Linked DNA regions of Anas platyrhynchos: region 1 is linked to region 2. Evidence: chromatin contacts called from public Hi-C data. All regions are on one chromosome and are shown on one strand. The core of a region is the stretch at or near the end of the contact, and the rest is flanking DNA. Distances in the headings are between cores, read along the strand shown. Region 1 holds the start of SMIM13 (small integral membrane protein 13). Region 2 overlaps SYCP2L (synaptonemal complex protein 2 like).

Region 1 (3,624 bases), core at 1,075-3,574, 65 kb before region 2:
TCTGAGGCTGTTAAATACCTTTCATCAGATGGCTATAAAATATTCTTATCAGCTTAAGCTTACTCAAGCTTATATCCGGTCATCCTTGTCTCAAGTTTGTCCATTAACTTGTGTGCCTCACTGGCTAGCATTTACTTGTATCCTGGCATACATACAGCACTCATCTCCTTGGGAGACTGGCAGGCTCTCGTTTTACAAATAGAGACCCCCTCAGTACAAAAGTTGGTAAGATGCTGCCTACCACAGGCACAAATAATTTGATTGGAGGTAGTTTATACTAATTTCTCCTAATAGTGGTCTTGATACCACTTTTCCTGAAATAGTTTTCAGTCTTGGCACAAGAACTAGAAGTATCCTTGTACTAACTGATTAGTAAATGCTGTGTAGGACTGGGAAAATACCATTACCAATGCTATATAAATCATACCAAACTTTACCTAGCAGCCATTTCTGTCAGGGTAACAGTTACACCTGCACCCTATATAAACAGCAGATTCCTGCATTTACTACCTTTAAAATCTAGGCACATTTTAGCAATCAATTTATAAACTCTGATACTGTTAAAAACAAGATACAGAGGACAGATGAAGCACAGTGTTCATTAAATCTGAGTGTAGAATACAGAAGTCCAAACTGATAAGTATTTATAAGCCATTTAAAAATAAAGTTATTAACTACTTTTGCTATTTTTAAGCAAGGAAGTACTAAAGAGAAGTTACCAGGCAAAGTTAAAGAGATCCCTCAGCACTTCACACCATTTGTCATACAGAGACAAAAGCAGAAACACCTAGAGAAAATGTTTCTGATTTTGAACAGTATGTTGTAAAGTTATTCTTAGCCTTCAGCATTAATGATCTCTCACGTGTACTCTGACAGCACGGAAAGCCTAGTAAATACATTGCACCTCCAAAAGACAGAAGATGGCCAGACAATATCCACTGAAGACAAGAAACCCATCTCAGAACAGATATCCACCTGTGTCACTGTTCAGTCTGTGACAATGGACAAGAAGGGATACAGGAGAAAAGAGCAAAGGAGCAGGGAAAGCTTACAAGGTGCCTCACCTACCCCCAATAATCTGTATTTCAGATGTTCCCTTACCTTTTAACATTAGTACTAGGGCTTAAACACATTGATGGACCATTTAAAGTTCATAGAAGAAAGATAAGTTTTAGAATCAAAAATATTCTTAATATTCTTCATGAGCTTACCATTTTCCCCTTTCTTTGTGTAAAATAATACTTTCTCCTTTTTTTTCTTTCTTTTTTAAGCCTGATCATTTCCCTTTATATACTCCAATTCCTCTGTAACAAGGAAATGGAACAACCATTCCCTGTTCACCTTTTTCACTCTACTCAGTTTTATAACTATCACCTTCCATCATTCAACTGTTTTCCAGGCTAGACAGCTCTAACCTAGTTAGAATCTCTTCATGCAGAAATCACTGCACAGCTCTCACCGTTCTATGCTTTTAAAAAAAATAATCTGGGAGATCTTTTTCTCTATAAATAAGGTAATGGAAATACACTGAGATACAGGCACGTGATAGGTCCTTGTAGCAATATAATGGCATTTTCTATTTTATATTAAATGTCTTAACATTTGATTTGCCTATGTCGTTTCTACAATGAATTAAATGTATTTCGGAAAGTTTCTTTGAGTGCCTTGATTTAATCCTCTGTTCAGGATAGTAACAGTTCAGTCTGAACCCCTTAAGCTTCTCCACATGATTTACGTATGCACATACCTCTCAGTTCTCAGGGGTGTAACTCCACAGATGTCAATACTGGATTTCACCTGCCGTTTCACTGTCGAGCCCCTTGACGTTACTACATCTTTTCGCGATGCAGTTTTGAGCACAACTCTTTTCAAAAGCATTAGATGCCAGCTGAGCCTTCAGGTCACCCCCCTTGGTTTTCAGAAAAATAAACCCCCCGAGCAGCAGACGCCGGGTGGATTCACATCTCACAGGTCTGCACCGCAGCTGGGCTTGGTGGCGCTTACCCTGCATGCTGGGGCTGCTTTTTGAACCCCCATCCCGACGCCCCGGCCCCCCCACTCAGCACAGGTCCGGGAGGGATTTTCCTCCCCGCGCCCCGCGGCCACTCACCGCACAGCATGAAGAGCAGCACGCAGGCCAGGGTGGCCACGATCACCAGCAGGGTCAGCCCGATGCTCTGCCACATGCTGCCCGCTCGCCCCCCGCGCGGAGGGCAGCTCCGAGGGCTGGCGGAGCCGGGGGGGGCCCCACGCGAGCTGGCGGCGGCGGCGTCGCCCCCCGCCGCTCCGCGGAGCAGAGGCGGGGCGGGCCCTGAGGGGCGCGCGGGGCTCACCGGGAGTCCGAGTTCGGCTCCCGCAGGAGCGCGCAGGCCTCTGCGCGGCGCGGACTACAAGTCCCAGCGTGCCCCGCGCCCTGCCGCCTGTCCCCGCCGCGGGATGGTGTCGCTGCGCCAGCGCCTGTAATGGCCGCCCGAGAAGGGTCCGGCGCCTCAGCGGCTCTGAGGAGGCAGTTCTTCCCCCGCGCTGAGGGAGCCCGTCGTTTTTCTTCACTTTGTCATCGCTGTGCTGGCTTCCCGCTGTTTGATGTGCGCGTTACAGCGGGGGTGCAAATTCCACGGGACCTGTGGTGCTAACACTGCAGCTGCCCTGCCCTCACTAGGGAAATCCGAGGAAATGATAACTGCCAGGAATCGTGAGATAAAGGCTGCGCTCCTCACCGATACAGCCCCACTGGTGCAGACTTTAGCACTTTCACCTTTAGCACTGGAAAAGAAAAGGTTGTGACTTTCCCTTGTAGCATGGGAGACACCGGCTGATGTTCCTAAAACTACTGAAAACGTGTGCTTAAATCCACAAGAGCAGAGCTGTGACTGCCCATGAAGATGTCACCATTGCAGGGGGATGTCGAAGGCTAATCCACTTATCCTTTGTGTTTCTTACATGGTTGATTTTAAAACCTCCCCTTCTAAGTGAAGCTAAAGTTCTTTCTTTTCTTGCTCGTTGAGTATGTCATGTGCCTCCTCCTTTCAGGAAACCTGTAACCTAAAATTACCTGCACTTGTAATCCTCCATTCACATTCTGAAATTTGCTGTCACTTCACCAAATCAGACCAGAGTTCCATCTTCTTATTTTAGACTATTCTCCTATAATTCCAAGCCCTATTTAATACTCTGCCTAACCCACTCATCATGTCTTGCAAGTTTAATTCCACTTGAAACACCTTTTCTGATACTTCTCAATAACTTTGTACTTTGTTAATGCCTCCACATCTTTAAATGTCACTCTAATACTAACCTAAGCAGTTGTTACATGCATACTTATGCAAGGTATCTTCTGTATTGCAAACAAACAGCAAAGCAATAACAGATACTGTATTCGCTTTTGAAAAATAAGTAAGTTCCCTCCTAGCTACAGTGCTGTGTTTCTCTATTTTTTTTTAGTTTTCACAGAGAGTACATTCTCTGGGTATGGAATTGCCACATTCCTGTAAAGTAGCTGTCATATTTGGGGTCTATTAAAAAATTTCATATACATTATCCTACAGTTCCAAACCGGTTTAGTAATAGTAGTTAATTAATTCACATCCCTGAAACACATCAGCAACCATAACTGAAGAAAAAATT
Region 2 (3,313 bases), core at 806-3,305:
ACACTGCAGCTGGGGAGAACGGCCCCACCTGGAGCCTCTGGCAGAAAGAACCTGGGGAAACTGGAGGTCGGCCTCTGGGGTTTTGGAGTCGGGGATACAGAGGATCTGAGGCCCGCTATACTCCAACTGAAAAGGAGATATTGGCAGCATATGAAGGAGTTCGATCTGCTTCGGAGGTGGTTGGTACTGAAGCGCAGCTCCTCCTAGCACCCCGATTGCCGGTACTAGGCTGGATGTTCAAGGGAAGGGTCCCCTCTACGCATCATGCAACTGATGCTACATGGAGCAAGTGGGTTGCACTGATTACTCAGCGGGCTCAAATAGGAAACCCCAGTCGCCCAGGAATATTGGAAGTGATCATGGACTGGCCAGAAGGCAAATACTTTGGGATATCATCAGAGGAGGAGGTGGGTCGTGCTGAAGAAGCCCCACGTTGGGCGCCAAAAAGACTGTCGTGGTTTAACCCGGCCGGCAGCTAAACACCACACAGCCATTCGCTCACCCTCCCCCCTCCCTCTCTGGGACAGGGGAGAGAAGTGGAAAGTGAAGCCTGTGAGTTGAGATAAAGACAGTTTAATAAGACAGGAAAATAATAATAACAAAAACAATAATAATAATAATACAATGGTGATAATACGAAAGTAATAATAGTATGTACAAACAAGTGATGCACAATGCAATTGCTCACCACTCGCTGACCGATGCCCAGCCTAACCCCGAGCAGTCCGGCCCCCTCCCCCCGGCTAGCCACCCCATATATTGTTCAGCATGACGTCAGATGGTATGGAATACCCCTTTGGCTAGTTTGGGTCACCTGTCCTGGGTCTGTCCCCTCCCAGCTCTTACTGCACCCCCAGCCTGCCCGTTGGCAGGACAGAGCAAAAGGCTGAGATGTCCTTGGCTTAGTATAAGCACTGCTCTGCAACAATTAAAGCATCGGGGTGTTATCAGCACTCTTCTCATCCTAAGCCAAAACACAGCATTCCATCAGCTATTAGGAAGAAAATTAATTCTGTTCTAACTGAAACCAGGACACCTGCCAAACAGCATGGGAAATTGTATGAGATGGGCTGTCCAAGGATAGAAAAACTAAGTCCTGCTCCAGAGGTTGTCTCTACATGCATCTGTTGCTCACTACAGACAAAGACCATTAGGAAAAGACATGCATGTCCTTCCACCTTGGACAGTCTACAGGTTGCTGAGCTTCTCAACTGGTAAAGCATTTTATATACAGGAATACAAAAAAGCGCAGTGCAAACAGATATCTGAGCTGTGCAGCAGCTCTTCCCCTTCCCCTAACAGTAAAAGGGTTTTTTAGTGTTGAGACTTCTCCAATAAATCTGTTAAAAACAAGTGTGAATGCATACAACAATGGTAACTTCTAATAAGGGAGAGATCCTGATTTTCCAAGCCCTCTGAAGTGTTCAACACATCTTCCAAGCTTCTTACTAAGAGATTAGACAAGGATTCAATAATGAGACACTATGCTTCAGTTTTGTTCCTCTAAATGCCCTAGTAAAAATACTTACACATGAAAAACATCTCTATGTACTCCTTCAAGTCATGGTAGAATGCTCTTTTTGCATCTCCTACCACACACAGTGGGGAAACATAGCAAAATAGGACTCACAGCAGAAAGAGCTATCATGTTTCACACTGTTCCTGTTCCAAAACTTCCTTTGGGCAATAACCCTGTGGTAGACGCAGGCAAGCAAGCCTAAACCAGTCCAGCCAAGGCAACATCTGTCCTAAAGATGACACGTGCCCCAAGGATGCAGGTTACAAGTGGAGATTCAGTGAACTTGCAGAATTCAGATCCTGACTCACACCAATCCCAGCCAGGAATACTTAAGCTAAAGGCACGAGCACAATCTCCAGCAAGTATCTCCAGCAAGCGATGCCGTGACAGCAGCTACAGATGCTCAGTGTTCTCCACTCAGGCACTACCCTGCACAATCTTCGGAAGACAACAGGTTCAGCTCCCCAGAAGGTATTTAGCAGTGAAACAAACCCTGACAAAGCTGGGCTTCTGCTGTGAAGGTATGCTGTGTGCAGGGACGATTCCTTCAACTCTGACCCACCCAGTAATCTGAAGTCTGTTCTACAAGATAAGTAGGGAGACAGAGCTTGGAAACATGCCGTGTTCCCACACATTCATTATGATGCACAAGCACATGTGAAGTTTGCCACAGCATTAAATGCAGCATGTGAAAAGCAACCGTAATTTAGCAAATTCAGTTGAAATAGAGGATGATGTTAAATAGCACAGCTTAGCTCCTGCTTGTTGTCAAGACTTTAGATGCTACTTATCTATCCTAACATTGTACTCTGTACTTTGCACTCTCCTAGAAGCCAATAGTTCCTGGTTTTAAAAAAATTCTTCAGCTTCACGTTTTCTTCTCTGCAATGCTCCAGGTTTCTTACCCTCCACAGTCCCCAGTGTGCCATCAGGCATCTGGCCAACATCTAGTGATCCCTCTGGGTTTTCATCTCTGCAAACAAGAATCAAGTGGCTCTGGTTTCAAGCCAGTAGTTCCCACAGTGCTGCATGCAGGTGAGAAAGGCTACCCTTCAAACACTCCACAAAGGTTATACAGGACTCTAGAAAGTGTCTTTCAACAGGCATGCATAGCGCGTCGATTCAGGAATGAGAAGTTGGTTCTGTTATGCAAAGAATGTTTTACTTAGAATCAAAGTACTTTTACATTTGATAAGGGTATTAACAGAATACTCAGAGATAGCCAATACATATCAGGTTGTTGGATAAACCATATTATTTAGTTCTATTTCTTTGGTATATAGTGGACCTGTCTTGCATTTTTCAGAAAATCTTGATGTTACTGACACAGGAGTCAAAACCGGAACCTTCAAGCAGTCTACATTAATACTGAGATTTTGTGTGTGTGTGAAAACAATGTTGTTTGCCATTCTTCCCCCCCCCCCCAATTTTTCTTTCCACTTAAAGTAGATTAACATATCCTTCACATGACCATCTTTTCTGTGTGGCATAAGATGCTCAAACATGAAGAGCTCTTGTGAATCCAGAGGTTGCTAGTCAGAAGGAACATTGTTTTCTGCCGCATTCTTCATTGGGCATTCATACTGTAAAGAAAAAAATAGGCAATGAAGTTTGAATAAGCTTTTACATTGCATTAGACAATAAAATGCAGAGAGGTGAAGAGAATGTTTAACTTCAGCTTTTAACTCCCAAATACCTAGCCTGGAACAAGGCACTGCAGGATGAGCATCTCCCATGATGTGACTGCTCCTTTCTCAGCCCTGCTGCTCTGTGAGGGACCCTTCACCAGGAGCA

What was found. Hi-C and Micro-C count contacts between places; a contact is called where the count stands out from the background.
Region 1: a Hi-C map of F5 follicle shows a contact between it and region 2, with 2.6 times the contacts expected there. The contact joins the promoter of SMIM13 here to the enhancer-like site in region 2. A contact is called at or near these places in 2 of 8 Hi-C or Micro-C datasets (F5 follicle and small yellow follicle).

The regions. Positions count from the first base shown.
Region 1 is chr2:91,628,712-91,632,335 of IASCAAS_PekinDuck_T2T, reverse strand. It overlaps SMIM13 (small integral membrane protein 13), which reads right to left and starts at 2,324. Exons shown (of 2, transcript XM_027451574.3): 1 at 2,111-2,324. The coding sequence starts at 2,186.
Region 2 is chr2:91,563,398-91,566,710 of IASCAAS_PekinDuck_T2T, reverse strand. SYCP2L (synaptonemal complex protein 2 like) reads right to left here. Exons shown (of 35, transcript XM_027451579.3): 35 at 2,660-3,102. The coding sequence ends at 3,087. Among named protein-coding and RNA genes, the nearest start is that of GCM2, 28 kb to the right of the region's middle. Within about 2 kb of position 2,055, at least 1 of the 8 cell types and tissues checked has an H3K27ac peak or open chromatin away from gene starts, as enhancers often do. A contact at or near this core is called in F5 follicle, where this site is marked.